Linked DNA regions of Mus musculus: all the other regions are linked to region 1. The links are chromatin contacts, called in public HiCAR-type and promoter capture Hi-C maps. All regions are on one chromosome and are shown on one strand. Each heading gives the region's core, a stretch centred on a gene start, on an enhancer-like site or on the middle of the called end of the contact. The rest is flanking DNA. Distances are from core to core; before and after follow the strand shown. Region 1 holds the start of Dnah9 (dynein, axonemal, heavy chain 9). Region 2 holds the start of Myh3 (myosin, heavy polypeptide 3, skeletal muscle, embryonic). Region 3 holds the start of Adprm (ADP-ribose/CDP-alcohol diphosphatase, manganese dependent). Region 4 holds the start of Tmem220 (transmembrane protein 220). Region 5 has its middle 75 kb from the start of Pirt.

Evidence for each region. Promoter capture Hi-C pulls out the DNA fragments that hold promoters and counts their contacts. HiCAR-type assays count read pairs that join an accessible place to other places.
Region 2: a promoter capture Hi-C map of hippocampal neurons shows a contact between it and region 1, with 4 times the contacts expected there. The contact joins the promoter of Myh3 here to the promoter of Dnah9 in region 1. A contact is called at or near these places in 3 of 39 promoter capture datasets (the 3T3-L1 cell line, embryonic stem cells and hippocampal neurons) and 2 of 115 datasets of contacts at active chromatin or transcription factors (astrocytes and embryonic stem cells).
Region 3: a promoter capture Hi-C map of stem cell-derived epiblast-like cells shows a contact between it and region 1, with 4 times the contacts expected there. The contact joins the promoter of Adprm here to the promoter of Dnah9 in region 1. A contact is called at or near these places in 4 of 39 promoter capture datasets (cranial neural crest, frontonasal cranial neural crest, second pharyngeal arch cranial neural crest and 1 more) and 2 of 115 datasets of contacts at active chromatin or transcription factors (astrocytes and stem cell-derived neural progenitor cells).
Region 4: a HiCAR-type map of astrocytes shows a contact between it and region 1, with 4 times the contacts expected there. The contact joins the promoter of Tmem220 here to the promoter of Dnah9 in region 1. A contact is called at or near these places in 3 of 39 promoter capture datasets (cranial neural crest, hippocampal neurons and maxillary cranial neural crest), 5 of 484 Hi-C or Micro-C datasets (all in embryonic stem cells), 6 of 115 datasets of contacts at active chromatin or transcription factors (astrocytes, embryonic stem cells and stem cell-derived neural progenitor cells) and 1 of 9 other capture datasets (embryonic stem cells).
Region 5: a contact with region 1 is called in a promoter capture Hi-C map of neural stem cells. The contact joins the enhancer-like site here to the promoter of Dnah9 in region 1. A contact is called at or near these places in 9 of 39 promoter capture datasets (cranial neural crest, embryonic stem cells, hematopoietic stem and progenitor cells and 5 more) and 1 of 115 datasets of contacts at active chromatin or transcription factors (embryonic forebrain).

What each region holds. Positions count from the first base shown.
Region 1 is chr11:66,167,098-66,169,940 of GRCm38.p6, reverse strand. Dnah9 (dynein, axonemal, heavy chain 9) reads left to right here and starts at 1,390. Exons shown (of 69, transcript NM_001099633.1): 1 at 1,390-1,884. The coding sequence starts at 1,474. It overlaps Gm12296 (predicted gene 12296), which reads right to left and starts at 1,906. Exons shown (of 3, transcript NR_153847.1): 1 at 1,358-1,906.
Region 2 is chr11:67,076,931-67,079,773 of GRCm38.p6, reverse strand. Myh3 (myosin, heavy polypeptide 3, skeletal muscle, embryonic) reads right to left here and starts at 1,474. Exons shown (of 41, transcript NM_001099635.1): 1 at 1,450-1,474; 2 at 625-635.
Region 3 is chr11:67,051,228-67,054,070 of GRCm38.p6, reverse strand. It overlaps Adprm (ADP-ribose/CDP-alcohol diphosphatase, manganese dependent), which reads left to right and starts at 1,453. Exons shown (of 5, transcript NM_025510.3): 1 at 1,453-1,536; 2 at 2,293-2,390. Sco1 (SCO1 cytochrome c oxidase assembly protein) reads right to left here and starts at 1,401. Exons shown (of 6, transcript NM_001040026.1): 1 at 1,155-1,401; 2 at 206-296. The coding sequence starts at 1,376.
Region 4 is chr11:67,023,705-67,026,547 of GRCm38.p6, reverse strand. It overlaps Tmem220 (transmembrane protein 220), which reads right to left and starts at 1,394. Exons shown (of 6, transcript NM_001291042.1): 1 at 1,277-1,394; 2 at 610-639. The coding sequence starts at 1,369.
Region 5 is chr11:66,835,699-66,838,541 of GRCm38.p6, reverse strand. No RefSeq gene overlaps it. Among named protein-coding and RNA genes, the nearest start is that of Pirt, 75 kb to the left of the region's middle. Within about 2 kb of position 1,336, at least 8 of the 459 cell types and tissues checked have an H3K27ac peak or open chromatin away from gene starts, as enhancers often do. A contact at or near this core is called in neural stem cells, where this site is marked.

The DNA.
Region 1 (2,843 bases), core at 141-2,640:
AAGAGCCAATAGAATGTAGATGAGTTCTCTCTATATATAAAACATAAGCAGATTAACACAATGGAGATCTGCCACCCAAATGGCATGACTACTCCTTATAGGAAGAAGGGAAGAAGAGAGGAAAGGAGGGAGGCAAACAAGGGAGGAAGGAGGGAAGGAAGGAAGGAATTAAGATATGTAAGAATCCTCTGACATTTCTATTTTCCCCCAACGTCTTTTTGGGAATATCAATTATCAGATTCATTTTGCCCCTTTCTTCTTAATTGCTCCACTTGTTGTTTAATGCAGCAATGATAAAACACTCTTTATAGACACAAAGATCCATTTTCTAATGCAAACATTTTCATCACAGAACCCCTGGGTCCCAGTTATCGAGCAGTAAATCATTTCAGCTTCCAGGCACTGGTGTTGTCCTGGGCGGGGCTGGGGGGGTGGTTCTTGTTAAGCCAAGCTGCCTTTGATAAGTGCTACTCTGTTAATAGTCCTTGAAGCCTGATGTAAACATTCACTTTACTAAGAAATCCCGCAGTCCCTGGGAGGTAATACAATCGGGGGTGGGGGTGGGGGGGCAGACAGGAGATTCTTGCAGACCGGAAGGCCTCTGGCTGAGTGTCCATTTCCTTTTTACACACACATATCCATTCCTTCGTTCACACACGCATACAAAGACCCAAGTGATTGATTCTGATCACGGAGAAGGATCAAACCTATGAGGAGTGATAATTTTCCAGGTCAGAAGGGGAGCACGCTGCATATTTACAAGCACTTCAGTATATTTAAGAATTGACCTCGGGCCACTCGCATGGAAGACCATTGTCCAGCACAGCTGCCCTTTTGGCAAATGAAGGTGCAGGCAAAGCAAGGTACTGGAGATTATTTTTTACAATAATTTATTATAAATGTCTGAAGAGGAGACATTCGAAGTGATTGCTAGACACGCATGCTTATTTAATTGCAAATTTAAATGAAACAATTAAGCCCTGTGTCACCAACAGGTCGAGTGTCGCTGGAAGCTCATAATTTGAAGGAAAAAAAAAAAGTTCTATCCAACAGCATTCTCCGAAAGTGTTTGAGTTGTTATCTTGGGAAAAAAATTGTATTGCATTCATGGTATTATCCTTGGCGTTGGGATTAACTTTTTAAATTATATATTTAGGACAGAGTAAGAGAACTATTCATTTTGTGTATGGAGGCGTCTGAAGACTTTAATCTGGCCTTAGACAAAAGAATCCCACGCAAGCCTGTGCCTGTAGTCTTCAGAGCACGTCTAGTCTACCAGACCAGCTTGGATGTGAGAGCTTCCACCAGTTTCCCAGCAACAACGACGCGACCCCGCCCCTTCTCAGCCCCTGCCTACCTTATTAACTTAGTGGGGCGGAGCTAGAGTCCAGTGCCCAATATAAGGAGAGCAGAGGCAGGAGGGCCTGGCATCCCCGTCGCTAGGGAAACAGACGCTGCAGCTGGCAACACGCGATGCCCGGCGCCAAGGAGCAGGCAGCGCTGGCGGAGTCTGGGGACGAGGAGCCTGGAGACCCGAGGCTGCGGCTTCTGGGGACTTTTGTGGCTCGGAGCCTGCGTCCGGCCGCGGGCACCTGGGAGCGCTGTGCAGGCACAGCCGAGGCGGGGAGGCTGCTGCAGGCCTTCCTGGATCACAACGCTGCCTCGGATCCGCGGCCACTGCTGGTGGTTCAGTCCGGGCCCGGGGGCCTGGTGGTGACACCCGGTCTAGACGCAGGACCAGAGCCCAGCCGAGCTCGCGCCAAGGGGCTCTTTTTCTTGCGCACTAAGTCCGAGCCTCCGGGAAATCACAGCCTCCGCGGCACGGTGCTCTGCGGGGACCTACCCGCGGTGCCACTGGAGCACCTGGCCCCGCTGCTCTCAGAGGTGAGGGTGGGTGGATGGCCCCTTGCTAGCAGAGGCTCGAAGTCTAAGGGAGGGAAGGGGGAAGAGGGGCGTGTGCATGAGGGGCGGGGTCAAAACCAAAGAGGTGGGGCGACGCTGCAGAGGGATTGGTACGTGGGCGGGGTCACAGGAGGAGTCTGTGGTGGAGTCTGAAAGAAAAAGGGCTGAGATTGGAGCACAGCCTGGGAGGGAGTGGAAGGGCAGGGCTGCCAGTAAACCAAGACCCTGGTTGGTGATCTGCTGGGTGCCAGCTGGGGACAAGTCTGGGTGAAAGCCAGGCCACAATATGAACCAGCTTTGGGTCAGGGGGTTGGTTCAAGAGGAAGTCATAGTGTGAAGAATGCCTGAGTCCTGGCAGCTTTGTAAGTCATCACGCAAGGGCCAAGGACAAGAAAGTGGTGAATTTTGAGTTAAAGTTTGTCTGCTGGATGGGAAGGAGCTGCACTGCTTTAAATAGTATCTACCTTTGCAAAGAAGTTTAGAAGGAGGCGATTTGGTTTTGATTTTAATGTCCTTCATTTACCATGCAAACATTTATGGAACTGCCTTGGGCTGGCAGCAGTTGGGTATCTTTTGGTCAGCAGGCATTGGGAAGAATCTGTCCCACCTCTGGGAAAAGAGATACAGGTGGAGCCTCTGGGCCTTCAGAGCTCAGAGGATTTTCGCAATGGTAGTTAGATGAGAATCTTGAACCCATTAGACCTTCCCAAAGGAAGAAAGCTTTCCTGGTAGTTGAGTTGAGCACATGTGCTTCTAGAGGCTGGCCCTCTCTAGGTCTAGCCAGTTGTGAAAGGAGTGTGTGCAGATACTAGCTGTGTGGCGTTCTGTATGCTTAGTGCCCTGGAAACGGCACAGAAATGGAAAATAAATTCCCATCCATGAGATGCTTCCCAAACACACTCATCAGATCATGCGTTCAACGTATTTGAAACTGAAGACAG
Region 2 (2,843 bases), core at 225-2,724, 910 kb before region 1:
ACGGGCTTAGACAGAATCTATTTACTCCAAGCATCTCCATTCTTTCAGCCTGGTGAAGGGGCCTTTGAAATGCCACTTTTGACACTATGTCTTCCTTTTCTGAGAAGCACGGGTAGAGCAAACAGAACATTCAAAATTAAATACCATGAAAAAAAAAAAAGAAGTAAAGGCATTCCATGAAAAAAAAAAGGTAAAAGAATTCCTTAAAGAGAGAATACTAAGCAGAAAATGGCAGAGACAGCTTTGAACTGTTTTGAATCGACATGGTTTCTGCCTCCCATGCTAAGAATAGACTGAAGGCCAGGCATGGTGGTCTATGCCTTTAGTCCCAGAACTTCGGAGGCTGCGACAGGTGGATCTCTGTGAGTCTGAAGCCAGCCTGGTCTACCTAGAGAGTTCAATGCCATCTGGGGCTACACAGTGAGATCCTGTCTCAAAAAACAAAGGAACAACAAACCACCATAGAGAATAGATGGGAACCTCTAGCCGCACCCCTGAGGATGAAGCCTGCACTTCTCCGTTAAGCTCTGTAACTCCTCGGGGGCACAGGCATGAGGGGGCAATGGGTGATCTGGGTTTACCTGAAGACTTCCTGAAGCTCTGGGATGTGGCCCCAATGCTCACCTGAGTCACACCTGCAGGACAGCAGAGAGCAGCAGCAGTTGTGGACGTATGGGACCTGCAAGAGCATGCACACAGAGTTTAGTGGCCACCGTGATGTCTGCTTCTGTGACGAACCAGACCTTGGTGAGGCTCAACTAAGACACACAAAGGACTAGACAGTCAGAAAGATCCTTAGCTCTGAGGCAAGCCCTAGGACTGCAGACAGATCATAGTCTACAGCTAGGCATAACTACCAACTGCCTGGCAGGTTGGCTCCTCCAGCCCACTCTGACAATTTCTTCAGACTGCAAGATCCTTCATTGTGAACAGGGCAGGGATTCTAAATGGACTGAGTCCCTGCCAATAAAAGCTTCTGTTAGCGGGTGGGGACAGGCCTCCTGGTTATCTGAAAATGGAGACGATGCTGAGATTGGCTAATTTAAACCTGTTAAGCAAACATGTAGTCTTGAGGCCACTAAACACCCAGCAGGTATAGCGTCCAGGTAGGAAACACAGAGTCCCCTGTTCATTCTGTGGATCAGAGAGGCAACAGGAGAACATGGAGCCATGGTGGACAGGCCCATGCCTGTCCAACAGGATCCTTCCCAAGCAGAGAAAAGAAAGGGTGGGCAGGACCCCAGCTTCGATGATCTGCTAGAGGCAGTGGGATGCTGGGCTCTTGGGTCTCGCATCTCACTCTACTGTATTCCTTGAGAACGCCTTGAGAAGAGAAAAGAGGCTTGCCTGCTATAACAAAGCCAGGGAGGGCCACAGTCCAGGGCAGTGGCCGAATCAGGTCTAGAAGCAGTAAATGCCACAGAGATACTAGGAAAGTGTAAGACTTACCTCTGACTGTGACAGAGAGAAGCATAGAGGAGAGCTGCCCCCTGGGCTTTTATAGGCCACCACTAACCCCCTGGGCTCATTCTTCCTCTATATTTGGAAAGAGAATGACTGACACCACAGGCTGAGAACTGGCCCCCTCCACACGTATTTTTCGCCGTTGCCAAGGGAAAAGTATATATAGAAATGAGCAGGGTCCGAAACCATTTTTTCCAACTGTAGAAAGCTGGGAATTTGAGATGCCTTGCTCTGTGAACTCAGGGCTGTAGCTTCTCCACCTAGCACAATGGGATCTCCTTTGCTTTAGGAGCCCCTACCTGGCTCCATCCTGCAGGCCATCCCACCCTGAAATCAGCTGAAGCCACTACCACTTGGGAACAGGGGACACACAGTTGTGCTATTTGCTTAGAAAGCTCATCGAAGATAAAGTAGAATTGAACTTGTTGAAGTCCCCTCACGGTTATGAGCCAAACTCTGTAAAACTTGTGCAGTTGGATTATAGTTTTTTTTTTCTCCTTCTCCATCTCTCTCCTTCCCCTCATTACTTTCTGTCTCATTACTATAATTATTTACTTAATCCTTTCTTAAGCACTAGCAGGACCAACAAGCAAGTAAATGACAGGGAGCTATGCCACCAGCCCATGTTCACAGTGACAGCTGCTTAGGGGCCTGTGGTTATCAAGACATATTACCAATTAGGAAAGGCCAGCTGCCAGCCTAGATAGGGGGCGAGGGGAACGGTAGTGGCCTGAAGAGAAAGGGGGGATGGGTATCGCCTAACAGATGCTGTCATTTCTAAATCAGGACTGGAAAATTAAACCTTAACAAGAGAATTAAGGTACAGTTGACATTTTTGTCCATTTCCATTCCTCTCTTTCCTGGTCCAGTCTTTGTGGTGAGGGTCTGAGTTGTATGGGGTCATGGTTGTTCATTTAATAGAGAACTTCATGCCAATACATCCCATTTGAGAATATGGACTGTCCTCTTACAGCCTACCCATACACTGGTAAGGGAAGAAGGGAGAAAGCAGGACCAAAGTCTTCATAGGGACCATTATTTTTTTCGAGACAGGGTTTCTCTGTGTATCCCTGGCTGTCCTGGAACTCACTTTGTAGACCAGGCTGACCTCGAACTCAGAAATCTGCCTGCCTCTGCCTCCCAAGTACTGGGATTAAAGGCATGCACCACCACCGCCCGGCCATAGGGACCATTATTAAACATCCTCTGTATGTTCTTTCCTATTGAGGACTCTTCAAAAAGGCAGAGTGGAATCGGAAGATAGTCTTTCCCCAACATAAACCATTTTGTGGGCAATGAGTCATACAGCCTTCACACATTCCCTTCCAAGATTTAGGCAATTTCATAGCAGAGAGGCCACGCTGAGGCTCTCTGATGCC
Region 3 (2,843 bases), core at 204-2,703, 880 kb before region 1:
TAAGGACAGGGTTGGCCAATAGCCAAGTAGATAGAAGTGCTTGACAGAAAAGCCTGATTACCCAAGCTCAACCCTGGGAACCCACCATGGAAGAATACTCCCAAATAGTTCTCTGGCCCCCACTGTAGCGTGCACACATCTGCATGCACGCGCATGTACAATAATTAAAAAGAAAAAAAAAATACTCCAGGGGGTAACCACTTACTTTCTATCTTTTCTTTCTTGAAGTACTTCATTCCAGCCAATAAAGAGCCTCCAATGGCAAAGGTGAGAGCTAAAGACTTCCAAGAAACAGGCTACTGGGGCAGAGATTCAAACAATAAAACAAGTAAGATGCAAACACTTAACAGAACTCTATTTGTTATCTTCATTTTCACAGCAAGTACATACACACAAACCAGTTGCATACACTGAATGCTTCAGGTTATTTGGGGATAAGTAATGGCTATAATCTACTGCAAAAGCACCCGTTTCCAAGAAAAAAAAAATGCCCTAGTTAATTTACAAACTAATTAAGGGCTGGGGGGGGGGGCGAAGCTCACTTAATTGGTTGAGTGCTTGATTGTCATGTCCCAAGGCCATGGGTTCCACGCCAAGCACTGTATAAAAGTGGGTGTGGCAATGCACACCTGTAATCTTAAGCATCCTGGGAGGGGGATCAAGCTCAACAGTCATTCTTGGCTACATATAGAGTTCTAGGCCAATCTAAGATATAAGACACCTGATCTCAACAAACAAAAAAAGTGACTGATGACCGGCTTATGCTGATACTGAGGATAAAAATACATCTGGGAAAGTTACCCAACTGGCTTCCAAAATGACATCAAAAGAAACCTAAAAGTGGGGCTTCCTGAAAACTAACATTGTGTTATTTCTCTGTACTCTTTAAAGTCCAGAGCTGATTCCCCCCCCCCCCCCCCCGGAACAAAAGCCCGAGTTGTAACCGCGCGGAGGGAGAGTAGGTTCTCAAATTCTGTAAAGGCTGGGACCAGGAAACAGTTCTGTCAAAGTTGGAACTATCGCTGACCAGGAAGCAAGGAAGGGATTCCATGGCCCTTTCACGCCAGGAAGTTCCTGAGATGTGACCTTGCAGGGTGCAGAGATGGAAAGCTGCAGAGAGCGCCGAGCCCAGAAGGCTCCATGCGGACACTCACCCCAGGCTTCGGGCGGTGAGACCCGGCTTGACCGCCCTTGGGCTCCGGACCGGCCCCCGGCGGTGGCGGCCCAGCGCTGAAGGCTCTGCTCCGCAGGCAGGAGCACGCTTCCTCCGGTCTCGGCCTCTCCGCCACATCCCTGAGCCCATGGCCGCGAGGGAACAGACGCCAGAGCTGGCGACACTGCGACCTCACCACTGCGGCGCGTACAAGTGCTGCCATGAGTTTAGGAGACCGCGCCTCCTTTGGGCCACCTCTCCATTTCCGCTCGAGCTTCCGCTTCTGCCGGAAGCCGAAGGAGGCCGCTCTTTCCTCTTGGCTCGTTGGTGACGCTGTTTGCCCTCTGGTTGTGGAGGAGTCCCGGGTCCGGCGGCTGATAGCGGTAGGTGGTTCTCAGGATTGGAGAAGGGTGGAGCTGCTTGTGGGCGGCGAGCTTTGGGAGATGGTTCCTTGGGATCCTGGCCTGGGCCTGGCGGCGGCTGGAAAACACAAACATCGCAGTGGGACGAGGTGGCCCTGGGTCTTCTAGCCGGGTTCGCTCCTCCCAGCTGCAAGGGACTAGGGGATCCCTTCCTACTGCCCGGTCTAAAAACCGGCCGGGTGGAACTGCGAGGTCTCGGACCCCAAATTAGAAGTCATCCCATAACTTTTGAAATAACCATAATAACCCATGACTTGGAAGAAATAATAAATAAGACTTTGAGTGTCTAGGATAGTAAGATGACTTAAGACCAAAGTGGCAGCGCTTCTAACTGTAATACAAGCCGCCTGCTAATAAGGAAGGCACTGCAAAGGTGTGTGCTGCGTCATACCCATCCTTCTTTTAGTCTCCGTGGCTCATTTCTTTAAAAGGTCTCCCACCTACCCAACCTGTCTCAGATTTTAAACTGTGTTGAAGGTTTCCTCATTTGGGACTGCTTAGTTGGCTACAGCTACACTTTCTTGTTGTTGTTCCTTGAGAAATTTTAAGTCGTATTCGTTTTGTTTGTTTATTATTTGCAGTGCACGCGCTGAGCAAATGATCTCCACCTCATTGTTTTCTCACCTTTGCCCCTCTCTCCCCACCCCGCCCTGTGGTGTTGTGTATAACAACATCCGTCCTTTAATTAAAGCACTTTTTTTTTTTTTAAACTCCAAGGGGATCCCAGCATTGCTTCAGGGATTGTTGCATTGGAGCATGATACTGTTCTTCTCCGTGCTTGGCTTTTTTGATCTATCGGGCTGCTCTCTAACACCGTAAGTAATATAGTTCAGTGATTCTTGTTTTGCCTCGGCCAGGTTGATCAGCAATCTCATGAAATTTATACTCAAAGTTACTAGAAGTTTTTGTTTTTTGTTTTTTTATAAAACAAATCATTGTTGAAGTTTATGAAAAGATTTTAACACAAATTGAAGAGCATAGATGAATAGAGAGATGCTTAGGAGGAGAGTACACACCCAAAAGCATGGGCTTTTCAGGAGTCACACTTTAATGTTTTTATAACAGTATATATAATTTGGGTGGCTTCTGAAGGTACATCTTAAAAGATCGTCAAACAACTTTTTTCTTTTAATCTCATTTTTCTGGGTAATAGATTATAGGCTGGCTCCAGGGGTACCTTGGGTAGGGTTACACAAGGGCCTTGGGACATGTTTAGTGCAAATAAAGTTTATAGTCTTTGTTTGTAAAATTTCCAGAAAACTGTAGCT
Region 4 (2,843 bases), core at 145-2,644, 860 kb before region 1:
GCAAAATGCTGAGGAGGTCATCTAATTTGGGGAGAGGGGACTCTGGATAACAAGCAGTTTCAGGCCATGGTTCTACTGCACCAACATTCAAACCAGGCTAGAACTCAGCTCTGCATTCCTGGTGTTCTCACTCACTGCTCTCTATACAGTGAACACTGTCCCCAAACCCAAGAATGAGTTTCTCAGTGATACTGTGCAGTCTGCCTCCAAGACGGTCTATTGTTGTCTGAGAACAAAAGTCACAGATGGATATAACCGGCACACATCCTTGTTACGGCTGTCATAAAGGTTAGCATAATGTATGTCAAATGACTAGCATGTTGTAAGTCCTTAGCAAAGACAGGAGCTCTTACTGTCATGCCCGGTGTAGTCATGGGAAGTGGGAGTCGCTGGTATAAGCTCTCTCTGCAGAAAGACTTTCGTGTCTACAGAAAGTTCAGAATTCACATCTCCATCAGTTATATGATCAGAGTGATTTCCCCCTCCGATGCGAAAAATTAGGGACATGAGCTCACAGAGGTATTAATTTCTGGGTTTTAGACAAGAGTCCCAGGATCAGAGTGTAGTCGTGTCAAATGGAGGAACGTTTTGCAAGTAGCTCATACTCACCACCCACAACTCTGCATCTGGATCGTTTACCTAGAATGTCAAAACGTCAAGGTGTTAGCTCACATTAGATCCATGTATCCTCTGTCTGGTCTGGCCTTGTGTTTACTATTCATTGCGAAGAACTAGGCGCTACAATGGGCTCAGGGTACATAACACCATGAGCTAGTTTAGCAGTCTGCACATCCCGATGGCAGCAGGGACTCTCCTCTCGGTTGAACACAACAGGTAGATCTAACCACCCAGCCATGCATCTTTTGAAAATAACTGCTTGGGATTTCCTAAGAACTATTATAGTGTATATGAAAATCCTAGGTCCCAAGATACGAGGGCAGTCACCCTGAGGATGATCAGGAAGAGGTCTAGGAAGGGTAAGGATGCTGTCTATTCTATTTCCACTTTCCTCCCAGGCGCTAAAACCCATCTCACTGAGGCTGAAGATTCGAAAAGGTGTCAGAGCTGCGGTTCTGGGCCCCTTTCTAAGTGACCGGCTGCACAAACTTGCACGCGGGGCCGCTAGGTCAAGCTCTGAGTGCGTTGCCTAACTACACATATTCATCCATGTTCTTTCTGCTTGAAAGGACTCTGTGGGTCCCAATTCGGCTCCACCCTGAGAACTGGTCGCCCAGGCTTCGCGGTCCCTCTGCCAGCCCTCCTCAGCCCGCCTGACCTGCACCACAGCGGCCAGGGCGAAGAAAGCTGCCATGAGTGCGTTGCAGGCCCGCCACAAGCCGGGAGCCCAAGTAGCCACTGCTGGCGCCATGACCTGGAAGCCGGAGGAGCAGGACAGGCCCCAGAGGGGCGTGGCCAGAGGGCGAGGCTGGGCTAGCGGGGCGGTACCCAGGAGGGGCGGGGCGTAGTAGGTGGGGGAGGGACAAGGGGCAGGGCTCAGACAGCGGGAGCGGGGATACAAGGGCGAGGCGAGCCCTTCTTCCCTCCCCGCCCTCCTCAGGTCTAGAACGGTCTTGCGGCGCTCTCTAGTGGATAAAGTGTATCATTGGCATGTGCCTTTCTTTTCCCTTATTCTTTCTCTCATTAAAAAAGCAAATGAAGCCGGGCGTGGTGGCGCACGCCTTTAATCCCAGCACTCGGGAGGTAGAGGCAGGCCTGGTCTACAAAGTGAGTTCCAGGACAGCCAGGGCTACACAGAGAAACCCTGTCTCGAAAAAACAAAACAAAACAAACAAACAAACAAACAAACAAAGCAAATGAAAGAAACAAAACAAACACAACAGAACAAACCAGAAACGCAAATGAAGAAGAGAAAGGAAAAGAAAAAGGACGCGCTAGCGCGCGTGTTCTGGTTAGGTTTTGTTTTTGTTTTTGTTTTTCCGTTTTCTGTGAAAGGGTCCAGTGGCTGTCCTGGAACTCACTATATAAAACACACTAACTTCAAACTCACAGTCTGGTCTCATTTACACATTCATAGTCCTAAATAGTGCTGGAATTAGTATTTAAGTGCTTCTTTTTAAAGCTCCCGTGCTTCCAGAGGGAGGAAAACATTGCGACATTTCTGAAGTGAGTTCCAGAGGCAGCTCCCTTTACCTTCACGTGCTCTCATCATATAAGATATTTATTTATGTATTATACATATTTATATTTCTAACCCATCTGCAAAACCAACGTTTCCAACACTCATTTGCTATGCATTTCTTAGAAAGGGAAGACTTGGAAGTATTGGCAGCTCTCTGCTCACTTATTTCAGCCAGTTTCCTGTTGTGTAAGCTACGGAGTAGCTCTTCTTTGGGCTCATTTACACATGCATAGACCGAATCATTGTTATTCTAAATAGTCTTTGTCACCTCAAATCCTGCATTTTGGGTGCCTGACTGTTCTGCTTTCCTTTTAACTAAAAGAAGAAAAAGATCAACTTCTCAGAAGTGTTTTCCATTCAAGGGCAGCCTTTAGAGCAGCACTTCTCAACTTGTGGGTCGCGACCCCTTCGAGGGGGCCAAAGGACCCTTTCATAGAGTTCCCCTAAGACCACCAGAAAGCAGATTTGCATTATGATTTATAACAGTAGCAAGATTACAATTATGAATAGCAACAAAAATAATTTTATGGTTGAGGGCCACCTTTGTTGTGATCATAAAAAAAGAAAGAGCTATAAGAATATGTTCTGGCAGGGTGTGGGGAAGGAGATGTCTCCGTGGGTCCATGCCAAGGTATCCCTTCCCTCTGAGGGACCAGCCACACAACAGTATAGTATGGAATAGTTTATTTAGGGCGCAAGGAGG
Region 5 (2,843 bases), core at 87-2,586, 670 kb before region 1:
TTACTTCCCTCCTCAGTTCCAACCCCTACATTTCTCTATGTGAGTCTGTGAATTTTACATGATCTGCATCATACCCTTCTCTCTTGAACTTCAGCCTGTAAAAGAGTCTTCCCAAGGGTTGGTGCCTTAGTTAGGCTTTCCTATTGTGAACAGACACTATGACCAAGTCAACTCTTAAAAGAACAACATTTAATTGGGGCTGGCTTACAGCTTCAGAGATTCAGTCTATTATCATCAAGGTGGGAGCATGGCAGCTTGATGGAGGAAGAGCTGAGATCTCTACTTCTTAATCTGAAAGCTGCTAGAAGAAGACTGGCTTCCAGGCAGCTAGGACAAGGAAGTTGAAGCCCACACCCACAGTGATACACCTACTCCAACAAGGCCTCACCTCCAAACAGTGCCACTTCCTGGGCCAAGCATATGCAAACCATCACAGTAGGAAGAGCAAGAGATTAGGGTAAAGTTGGAATTATCTGTGAACGACCATTTTATATTTGTAGTATATCTAGATTCTGTCTGTTTAGCATCGATAAAAATAAACCTTACAAGAAAGAAAGATAGGAAGTCTTGGAGCCTTTTGGTAGTCAAGGAATTTTAACTAGAAGCAAGTAACAGGGACATATAGAAGGGTTCTTTTTCTTTTTTGCTTGACCTCTTTGTTCCTTGTCTTGAATGGGGATTTTCCCCTGTATATCCGTATACTGACACTCTAAAGAAGAGGGACCTTTCTGAAGCATAGTTTGTATTTCCCAGAAGAAAGCTAAGGAGAAGATCTGTATATACATCTTACAATATAGTTGTTAGACCCATAGTAATTGTGGGAGCTGATCTGGGGCATTTTCTCTGTAGACAAGATCAACAAGACAGATTGGATAAGATATGATAATGAGGTTAAGATATTATACAAAAGTTCCCATAAGTTCTCATTCCAGCCTTAGCCTTTAATTTATGTATAACAATTTTGGTCTTTTCTTTCTAGCCTTCCTTCTTTCCTTTTCTCTTTCTTTCTCTTCCTCCCTTCCTTCCTTCCTTCCTTCCTTCCTTCCTTTCTTTCTTTCTTTCTTTCTTTCTTTCTTCCTTCCTCTTTCTTCCTTTTCGTTCTTTCTTTGTTTCTTTCTTTGTTTCTTTCTTTCTTTCCTCCTTTCTTTTTTCTTCCTTAGTAGGTTTATTTCTTAGTAGGTTTATTGATTTTTATCAATACTAAGAAGACAGATCCTAGATATACTCAAAGCAAAAAAAAAAAGTCCTTCCTGAAGGTGACTTCTTGGCTTCTTCCCACAAAGCCCAAGCTGCATGCCTCTCAAGTTTCTAAGAGGGGCTGAGTTTAGCCCAGGCACCTCACACAGCAGGAATTCAATGCATGCAGCAAAGCCTGCCTTGCTTAATGCATTCAGCTCTTTTGTCCATGGGAGCTAATATCCTTTTGGGAAATGCTGTCATTTAAGCTGAAATGTGGAGGAAGGAGAGGGCTGGGAGGGAATGTAGACTCATGCCATATAACCCCCTATCTCCAACCACTTAATAACTTGGCTAAGTGCCACAATCAATACAGAACCATCAGCCAGGCTCCAGCCCCTTGATGCCTCCCCAATCAATCAACAAGATTTAGTAAGCCACCAGTTGGAATCTATGTCACTTAAAAAGTGTGGATTCCTGGACCAGTCCTACAGAGACTGAATAATTCCTCCTGGGCACTTTGATTAGCTTCCATTTGGAGAGCAGTAGCCTATTGACAGAAGCCCAGCTGGTAGACCTTCCACTGTATGCCTAGGCCACACAGGCACTTAGCATAGGAACCAATCATGTCTCCATTTTTCTCCTCCAACATTACTCTTCTGTCAATTAAATTAATAGTGCATTCTCCCCATGGACCCGCGCTTAAGAGGAGAACTGTCAGATGGGCTAAGCTTATGGTACTCATTCCTTTTGCATTTATTATCTCACAGGTTCATTATCATTTTAATTTTCTAAGTAGTTATGATTAGGCCTCAGTTTTCAGGAGGAAACTGAGGTAAAGGAAGGATGACATTTCTCTCAGTTGGGGTCAAGTGATCCCTGTGCTGTGGTCTGTGATCTCACCTACCCAGGAAACTATCCACAGTGACAGGGGTCAGGAAGGAGCTGTGTGACTCCAGGAGTCCCAGTCAGCCACAGATACCCACCGCTAGCACCTTCACACTTTCAGACCTACCACGAATACTTGCCCAGAGCCTTTCACAGCTACTCTGATCTCTTCCTCTAGCCTCATTATGTCCACTGATATCAAAACCCTGTATTCACAGGTTAGGGTGAGTCTGGCACATCATAACCCCACTCTCTTACCACTCACCCCCAACTCAAGACCGTCATCTGCTGTGACCTCTGGAATTTTGGATTCTTTTCTTGCAAAATGTCTGTTCTCAGCCTCCTCTCTGGACACCTAATTTCTTCTTGCACTAAAGAGGACCTTGCCTCAGGGGACTATTTCCTCTACTGGAATTAGTCAGCTCCGACCTTCCATTTCGATTTATTTGGTTATTCATGGTCACTAATGACATTTCCAGCAACTCTATTTCACATAGCTCTGACCACCACCTTCTACCTTCTAACTCTCCATCTTACATGTAACTCTAGCGATCCCTCAGGCTGACAGGAACATCATCCCGTATGCCAGGCTAATCCTGCCCCTGCCTATAGCACCTTGAAATAGCTTCTCGTGGATGCTAGATAGAAGAAAGTAAGCAAAACGGCCGATTCCTGTGTTTCAACTTCAGGCTTCCAATGCAAAGCCATCTTCAGCAAACTCTTGACTCTCTCATTTGTTTACCCTCTTTCCTGCCAGGTTTAACAGCTTCCCCTTCCTA